2 separate regions of the Mus musculus genome follow, and region 1 is linked to region 2. A link is a contact called in public promoter capture Hi-C data. All regions are on one chromosome and are shown on one strand. The core of a region is the stretch at or near the end of the contact, and the rest is flanking DNA. Distances in the headings are between cores, read along the strand shown. Region 1 overlaps Wnt3a (wingless-type MMTV integration site family, member 3A). Region 2 holds the start of Olfr225 (olfactory receptor 225).

The links. Promoter capture Hi-C pulls out the DNA fragments that hold promoters and counts their contacts.
Region 1: a promoter capture Hi-C map of hippocampal neurons shows a contact between it and region 2, with 2.1 times the contacts expected there. The contact joins the enhancer-like site here to the promoter of Olfr225 in region 2. A contact is called at or near these places in 5 of 39 promoter capture datasets (the C10 cell line, hippocampal neurons, liver and 1 more) and 1 of 9 other capture datasets (macrophages).

The regions. Positions count from the first base shown.
Region 1 is chr11:59,261,234-59,265,662 of GRCm38.p6, reverse strand. All of the region lies in intron 2 of Wnt3a (wingless-type MMTV integration site family, member 3A), which reads left to right. Among named protein-coding and RNA genes, the nearest start is that of Wnt3a, 27 kb to the left of the region's middle. Within about 2 kb of position 1,367, at least 57 of the 459 cell types and tissues checked have an H3K27ac peak or open chromatin away from gene starts, as enhancers often do. A contact at or near this core is called in hippocampal neurons, where this site is marked.
Region 2 is chr11:59,610,190-59,615,215 of GRCm38.p6, reverse strand. It overlaps Olfr225 (olfactory receptor 225), which reads right to left and starts at 2,250. Exons shown (of 1, transcript NM_001011740.2): 1 at 991-2,250. The coding sequence starts at 2,250. The coding sequence ends at 991.

The sequences.
Region 1 (4,429 bases), core at 118-2,617, 350 kb after region 2:
CCGTTTATATCCCTTGAGGCAAGCCTCAGACACTTGGAGGCAGGTACTAGGTGACTCCCCTGTATTGACCTCTGGCAAGATGAAATGGGTGGGGTGGTTGCAGGGCCAGCCTGGGCCAGAGGTAGGGGTCACAGGACGAAGGTCAATAAAACAGCTGGTCAGGCTGGAAGGGGACAAGTGGGAGGCTCACAGGATTGGGGGGTGGGGGCAGAGTCCAGGAAGCAGGTTATTAAACACTATGTGTCCTTGTGAGGGGACAGCTTTCTTTTGGCTGTGTGTGACATTTGCATGTAAGACATAAAGGCACATGGTCTGAAGCCCACAGCCGTGGAAACTAGGGTCTCTACCTGCCTGTGTACGGGGGTGGCTGTGCCTGGAGTCCTCAGAAGCTCCTAGCTGGCTTCCCTATGAGGGAGGAGCATCTTCTACCCACCTTGCAACACTCCACCCCACTTGGGGGTGGTCTCCCCAAGTCCCTAAGGACTCCTGGGGGCTCACTGCTTGTACAGGCAACCTTTATTCACTGCGAAGTCTTCATTTGGGCCTTGCTGGCCTGGACAGTGTCTCCAGCCAGAGCATCTTACCTCGTGTTGGGTGTGGTCCCTTCCTCCAGCCTGTGACATACCTCCAGGCCAGCCATACCCTCAACCCATAGTGGCTGGACTTTGTTGGGTCCCCCAAACCTCTGCCACAACTATTAGCAGAGTTGGTTGCTTTTGAACATCAGACTCTCAGTATCTGCTGAACTCACCCCAAGCCCTACTTGGCTTCTGGGCAGGGAACAACAGCTTGGCCTCTTCCCCTCCCCCAGGCAAAACCCCTTCCTGATGACTGGCCTCAGCTTCGTGGCTCCTCAGGGGGTGGTCCTCCACCTCTCTGTGTGCTCAGCCTATGGAAGGATCGACTCCAATGAGACTAGCCTGCAAGACAGCCGGAGCTTAGGGGTTCCGGAGGGACAGAAAGGGCAGCTTTTTAGGGAAGCAGAGTCCCCAAATCCAGGTTGCGACCCCTGACCCCCCCATCCGAAAGTGTTACCATTTACGATGCGTTGGGGGTGGGGGGGCTCCCCTGGCTCCGGGGGCCTCTCCGGTATATCATTAACTCTCCGCTGTGGGAGGGGGGACCCCGGCCGATATCCCACTGCGCTCGGCTCTGAGCACAATGTCCCTGCGAGGACGACAAGATTAAGCACAAGGGAAAAGTGAAAATGCTGTTGGCGATTCACACGCCCTTCGGGGTGTTGAATTAAAGCGTCTGAAAGAGGATTTCCCCTCGCGCCCGACGGCGCGGCGGGCAGCGCATACTTCCAGGTTGCTATGACTGGCCGGCGATCGCCTAATCACCGGCCAGGGGGAAATTCATATAAAATATCGCTGGCCATTGTGGGGCTAACGCGGCGTGACAGTGTCGCACAAAGCCGGATTCATCAGCCCCAGCAGGTCAGCCAGGCGCCCGGCCGCGCGGGCCCGGGCGGTGTCAGGGGCCGCGGCCACGGTGGGGCACCGGCGCATTCCGCTCTCAGGTGGCTCCGGGGCCTTTTGTGCCTCCGTGTGATTACCAAATGCCACCGCGACACCCCCTCCGGGCCGCCCGGCTCCTCGAGGCCAGGAAAAGGGCCTGGGGAAGGAGGGACGGTGGGCAGCCTTGGAGGGGAGGCGCCAGGGCGGGGCCTGGGCTGCAAGCTACCAGCTGGGGCTGCTCGGTTCTCTCGTCTGCCCTCTGCCTGCTGTGCTGAACACGGGTGGGGGAAGGGATGCCCACCCACTGAATGTGTTATGGAAGCACTTTCAGACATCGGGATGGGAATGGGATAGATAGATGGTTTGTCTTTCCTCAGCGTGACAGGAGAGTGACACTCCCAAGGGAGGTGATGCCCCATGACCTGCAGGCTCTGGCCAGTCTGAGCAATTATGGCTATGCCATAGTTGGGCCTTCTTCCCACCAGTGGTCGGATAGTGATCTCCCAGTTGGAGTCTGGAAATTGAGAGGACAGAGACCATCTGGAGGTTGTTGCCTGACAAACTCAGCCCAGGCTGCCAACCCTAAGCCTTCTGTGGTCTCCAGGAGGGTGTGGTGGATGTAATGTGCAGACATAGGTAAGGGTGAACCTTCTGTCTGCTGGGATTCCCTGGTTCTAGTCCTGTGCAGGGAAGCTTCAACAGAGATAGAGGGTCCTAAATAAACGCATACATAGCATATGATCCTAAAGGTTCATGCACCAAACTTTGGTGCACCCAATTTCAAAAATAAATAAATAAATAAATAAATAAAAATATAAAAATAAAAATAAAAATAAAAAGGTACTACTGGATTTAAAGGCACAGATTAACCTCAACTCATTAATAGTAGGCAATTTCAATAAGCCCACACACACATGCACACACGGACACGCACACAGCTCGTACCTGGTTCTGGAGAGTAGACACCTTCCATATGATTCATTTCACTTCTAGTTCTGAGCCTAGTGCCTAGCTCATTATGGACTCTCATATTCTGGATAGGTGATGGACGGATGGACAGATGAATGGATGAGTGGGTGGATGGATGATAAATGGGTAGTAGATGGATAATGAGTGCGTGATAGATGGACAGTAGACAGATAATTGAGTGGGTGGTATTTTGGTGGAGGATGGGCGTATGATAAATAATGAACTAGATGAAGGGAAAGGAAGGAAGCCCAGATAGTGATACTTTCCTTAAACCCAGTAAGAGCGCAGCAAAGCTGAGATTGTTTCTGCAGGGGGACTTTGCTCCCCACCTCCCAGGATCTGGGTGAAGAGACAGTGGCCTCAATTCATAATCCTCCCACGTCAGCCTTCCTGGTGCTGGAATTACAGGCCTGAGCCATGACACCGTTTTTGGAATTTGCTTCTTTTATAGAACAACTTCTTCAGGTAGTTTCTTTTCTTTATCTTTACCTGTATCTGATAAATAGACAGTATCTCCAGCCCTCCAAAAGCTCTTCTTAGCTCTGCCCCCAGATGACTGGCCCAGATGGGCAACACTAGTCTGTAAGAGTCCTGTGCTCAGGCACCCACCCCCTCCTCATTTGATGATCAATAGCCATTTGAAGGGTCTGATGTCATGCACTTGTTTTCTGGAGGGAGGTGTGCTCTTGGAAGCCCTCACCTTTATGCTGGCCATTTCTGCTGAGTCAACAGAAACTGAAAGGTGCTGTGTGTGCCAGGAACTTTGCTGTGGTGTGCCCCATTCCCATTCACTCTCTGCAAAAGAGATAGCTCTGGGAGAGTGCTTCATAGCTCTGGTAGAGTGGTTCATTCACCATGGTTGTCCTAAAACCCTATGGGACTCTGATGGAAGCAAAGGGTTTCCTCTCTGAGAAAATGTGTTTGTTCCCAAGATCCACGTTTTGCCTCTGACTCCTGGGTAGACCCAATCTTGTTGGATTAAAATCCCTGCCATCCTAGGATGTCACCTAAACATTCTGGAGCCTTTCCTTTCTAGGTCTCCTGCAGACATGTTCTCAGTTATTATTAAGTATCTTAAGTATAGCGAAGCATTGCAGGAATGGTGTGGAATCTCAGGTCCCTGTCTTCCTCTCCACACACACAGCCTTGCACACTGCTGTGGTACATGGTAATTGATCATGAAAGCCAACCTGACTTGGATAACCCAGGTCTTTGTGCCTCCATGTCCCTTGAGTTCCACCATCCTTCCCTTTTGTACTGCCCAAATCATCACCATTTATAGGAAGGACCTTAATCTGGCTTTAGCAGCTGCCTCCAATTCATTTAAGTAGAGACTATACATTTTTAGCAAGAAAACATTGAAAACGATACAATCTTTCCTAGGAGGTAGATGGTATCTATTCACTGCTAGGAATGTGAACTCCACTCCTTGCATAGTGTGTGATGGTGATATCTTGGGAGGTGGGGTTGGGGTGGGGAACTGCTTAAGACTTTTGGCTGCAGCTTGCCTCCATCCTTCTTTTCCAAGCATGTTCCATTTCACATTCACCTAGCCAAATGTGGGTTTGCAGCCCACAGTTCCTCCCCTGGCTTCTCAGATGGAGTTTCTGGACTACTTGGACTTTCTTACTTCTGGCCTTTATTTCTTCCCCAGCCTGTTGAAAGCCAGCTCCAGAACTTGCCCTGCCTTGACTTGATCGGGAGCCCCCACCTCCTCATTTGACAGTAGAGGAAACTGAGGTTCAACAGAAAGGGAGGACTTCCCAGCCTGCTGGTGACAGAGCTGAGCAAGAATGAACTCTTGCCTACTTCAAGTTCTATGTTGTTCTCTCCTTCTCCCAAGGACCCTTCCCCTCGAGTGTGCCTACCAGCTCCAGGCTGTTTGCGTGTGTCTTGATAAGCAGGGAGCCTGAAGGCCTTGTTCTGGGCAGGGCAAGGCCTAGAGTGCTGGGCCCCCTTATCTTTTGGAGCCAAGAAGGATGGGGGAGGAGCGTTTGGGT
Region 2 (5,026 bases), core at 1,001-3,500:
ACATTCTGTTTGCATCTACAACAAACTCACATTCTCATTCTGGTATTCCCTGTAAATCAGAAGGGAAAATGTGAAGCGAGCTGACGTGTTTTTCAGTGTTAAGACAGTCCTACTTCATAACTGTCAGAGGGTGAAGGATGAGTTGAATGTTTTATTTCCTCATGGTTAGCATCGCCATCATCACTGCCATTGATAGCCTCATCTTGGTTCATTCTCACTAGTCCTCCTCCATAAGCAGTGATGGCCTTGCTCCCTAGACACTCCCTGCCATCCTTAAAGTTTCGGTGCCCAGTCTTTCTCTGATGCAGAAGGCCTGATTGATCCATCGGGAGCGATCCATCGGGAGCTGGTTCTACGAGAACTCTAGAGCACTGGCGGCAAGCTTTGTCACCCACTCATTACTGAGACGTAGAGAGTGCCGAGGTCAAGTGCTTGCCTGGGGTAGGCAAGGCCCTGGCTTCCATGCCAGCCCCGCAAAAGTCTAAAAGAAATAAGAGAGAAGGAAAAGAAAACAACAAAAACGAAGCTGAACATGGTAATCCAAATATTTGCAATCCCAGCACTTGGGAGACAAGGAGGGGCGCTGGGCTACAGAGATCGTGCCTCAAGAACAAGAGAAAAAAAAAACAAAAACCCAAAAACCAAAACACATTTGTCAAATCAAAACACACAGCTGACTCATGTTTCCATAGACCAATCTGTTCTGTTTTGTGCTACTTTTGAAATGCTTGCTACATTCACTAAACTCACTTTGTGACCTATACATGGGCCATGACCTGAAGTTTAAAATAAGCAATGCTTTTAGTTAAACAGTTAAGTCCGTTTGTGCGGGGACAGGGAGGAGGGTTGGCTGGTGACCATCAGAGGACATGGGAATGTTTGCTCCACAGGGTGGAGCAATAGAGCTGGAAAACTGAGACAGCTTTCTATGGGAGAGAGCAAGTGTTCCCATTACTTCTCTGACACACAGGCACATGCGCACACATTCTGTCAGACGGTGCCTCCTTCCTCTTGTGTCTGAACAGCATCACAGGTTAGCTGTAAATAAATCATTTCCTCCACTCTGTGCAAAAAAGGAAGCCACAGGTCTTTTTCTGTCAGTTTGCTGGGGTTTTTTTTTGTAAGAAGTCCTATCTCCTTGAATAAAATGGAGGCCCTTCCCTGCAGACAGTAATATACATCACTGATCTGGGACCTATGGGATACAAGACACCACATCGTTGCCACCTTTGGCTTATTGTCACTATGATTCACTATGGGTCCGAAACACATGGACAAGTGAGGTGAGTTCCAGGTCCTGTCAGTGCCCTGCGGGTCGAGCAGGTTTCTATCTTTTCCCAGAACCTTCAACATGGCCGCCTTCATGTCTTTGTTTCTCAGAGAGTAGATGAAAGGGTTTAGCGTGGGGGTCACCAGGCAGTAGAACAGAGTTAGAAACTTGCCCTGGTCCTGGCTTGCCAAATTGCCAGGCTGCATGTACATGTAGATGATGCTACTGTAGAAAAGAGACACCACCGCCATGTGTGACGAGCAGGTGTTGAAGGCCTTGCGCCGACTAGCTGTAGACTTGATCCTCAGGACGGCGGCAGCAATGTAGCCGTAGGAGACCAGGATCATAATGAGAGGCACAAGAACAATAGGGATGGCCAGGATGAAAATTAGGCCTTCTATCCAGCTTGTGTCCACACAGGAGATGTGGATGATAGCCGGCATCTCGCACACAAAGTGGTTGATACGGCGATGACCACACCGCCCCAGAGACATGGTCAGTGGGGACATCAGTGTCGAGCTGGCTGTGCCACCGAGCCAGGCAAAGGCTGCCAGCTTCAGGCACAGCTGTGGGTGCATGATGGTCAGGTAATGCAGTGGCTTGCAGACAGCTACAAAGCGGTCGTAGGCCATAACTGACAGGAGAATGCACTCGATGCCCCCCACGGACAGGAAGGCAAAGAGCTGAACAGCACATCCTACGAAGCTGATGGTCTTCCGTGGGCCCCAGAGGTTAATCTGGAACTGGGGGATGCTACTGGTGCTGTAACAGAGGTCAAGAAGGGACAGGTTGCTGAGGAAGAAGTACATGGGTGTGTGTAGCCGGAGGTCCATGAGGGAGAGGAAGATGATGGCTGAGTTGCCTGTGACAGCTAGAAAATAAAAGACCGTACAGACAACAAAGAGGACCATCTCCAGCCGGGGCTGGTCAGAGAAGCCCAGGAGAATAAACTCCCCAGAGCTCTCATTGTTCTTCTCCATCAGCTGTGACCTGTTCAGAAAGCATGACACACAAGCATTAGGAAAAAGCCAAGATGATCTGGACACAAACGGTCCCCCAGCAGGGACGTATTTCACCACATCATCAATATTTTAACTGTAGCGACTTGTTTAATGCTTGCCTGTCAGGTGAGGTACCAGGAGAAGATATTTGTCTACCATGGAAGGAAGCTCAAACTATCCCCCAAAGAGCACTCTAATCCATTTAATTAAGGTAAACGGATAAATGTTCAAATCTTTTTTTTTTAGTTTAAAAATGGAGCACCTATTGATATTTTTAGAAATAAAGTAACATTTTAAAAAGTCACTTTCCCAGAGTCTTCTAACATTGCAGTGATTTTCAAAAACTTGATACAATCACCTTTTCATTTTTGTGAAATTGTTTCAAGAAGTTTGCTTGGATCTCCCATTTCCTCACCCCATGTCCATGTTTCAGTCATCAAAGATCAGTTGCATAAAAACCTAGGCTATTGTTCTTATGATCTTGTGCCACGAGTTACAGGTGGAAAGGGAATGAGGCACACGTTGGCATTCAAGTTACTCACAGTGACTAACTATGCTTCCAGGAAACTAAGAGCCCATGGTCCTAAATGTTCTGACTTCTGAAAAGCTAAAGATTTGGTCTCACCTTGTGACCTAGTGATTCAAGTGACATTGCCTAAGAGACCCAAAGTAGCTTTCATTGTGTGGAGTTTTTCTGAAAATTATGGCACACAGGAAGGAAAAAAAAAAAAGAGCAAAATGTCTCACAAATATGAGACATGTTGATTTTCAAGCTTCCTGAAGCCCCAGCGTTCTAAGATGCTGGTCTGCAAGGAGGAATTCACCTGTCAGGAGGATGCTTAGGAATACCCAAGCCCTGTTTGCTGCAAAGACCTCTCCTCAGAATGACCTGCATCTCTGAGAGATGCATGAAGAGACCGAGTCCAGGATTGAGATGTTGCAGCCAGGTGAGGCCCTCAGATGAAAGGGGAGTCAGGGCATTTTTCCCAAGAGAAGAAAAATGATTGCTAAAGGCTGAAATCTTCCCGCACATGGTTCTCTGTGCTTGGCCTTTCTCTTAAGAAAAGTCGCAGCCATGTTCTTGGGCAACAGAAGCTGGCAGCTGTCCTCCCTCATACCCCGCATGCCACAAGTCAACAGCCTGTTACTTGTCTCATGGCTACACTTTAAACCACGCTTTGCTTCCAGTTTAAAAAAGGGAATCCAGTAATACAATGAATGAAAAATAGAAGAAGTAGAAAATAAATATCACATGCTCCAAGATACAAAAAGACAATGGCAAAGGGTGAGTTCCCTTGACCACATTCTTTAATTGAAGGCTAGAGGTTATTTTCTTGTCCAAAGAAATACCTTGATTCATGGTTATCTGGTGAAATCCCAACCGCAAAATCATTGAAAACAGATCTTCCTAACAATTCACAAGTTGTCTGATACAGACTCTCGGAATGCTTGAAGTATAAACAAACTAATGGGCTTAATTCATTGCCAGTAGCAAACCCAAATATTCTAATAATGTTTGTAGCAGTATATACTATAAGCTGAGAGGTGTACAATCATAAGTGTTCAGGAAAAGCTGGGGACATTTTTATGGCCCATTCCACACTGCTGCACAAAATACGGGAGAAGGGATGATCTGTAACAAACAGAAATGTGTTTGATTTACACTTATCTCCAGTTTGGGAAGCTCGGGGTCATGGGGATACATTTGGTGAGTGCCTTTTCGTTTTACCATTCCATAGTAGAAAGACAGAAGAGAGAGAGGTCAGGGTCATTGTTTTATTTGGAACTCACCTATGTGATAACTTACCCAGTCCTGTGGTTATAGCAGCATTCACTCTGGAAGAGACTTTGAGACCCAACACCTTTAACAGAACCTGCTCCCACTCAACACTGCTGCCCAGGGGAGTCAGGGTGCAACACATGAACTTTGGAGGAGCATAGTTAAACCATAGCAGTAGCTTTGTGGATGGCAAAATCAAAGAGGGTTGTCCGAAGAGAAAAACAAAAACAAAAATGATTCTCTGCTGATTGGAAACTGTAACATAGTTACACAGCAGATATCTGGGGACTAAACACAAGAACGGTCAAACCTTGGCTTGGTGTTTACTCTCACTTACCAGGTAAAATGCAAAAGTAAGGAGAAAGAGAAACATTGTTTTTCTTTGAAAGCCTGTCCTGGAAGTAAGTGTTCAGCTATTTAGGACATGGTGAACACATTGTGTTTACTGAACCGGGCAACCTACCCCAGTACAGAAACTGTCACCCCACACTTACTCCCTAGAAAGGGGGTGACAAAGACTCCCTGTTCCCACCCAAGCATTTCTTCCCCATAGTGAATGGAGGAGACTTTTAAAGGGTTCAGGCTCATTAGGAAGTCAGGCAGCTCCTAGAGAGTTCTTCCTAAGATAAGTTATTTATAATACTGAATTCCCTGCGTTCCCCCCGCCCCCATTCCCAGGAGTTGGAAGGAATAACTTGGAGAAACAACTCTCAGGAGATTTTTCTTGTACTGGGTATAGGGAAAGGCAATTAGTCTGAACAGTGAGTTCATTTAAGATGCATCTCTTAAAATGGACCTAATTCAGAAATGAACCAAATTCAGAAATGAGAGGAGAAATAATGTCTCCTAAGAGTACTAATTGTTTGTCTCTAATGGATTGGCTGGCCACTCTTCTCTTCTCTTCTCTTCTCTTCTCTTCTCTTCTCTTCTCTTCTCTTCTCTTCTCTTCTCTTCCTTCCTCTCTCTTTCTCTCTC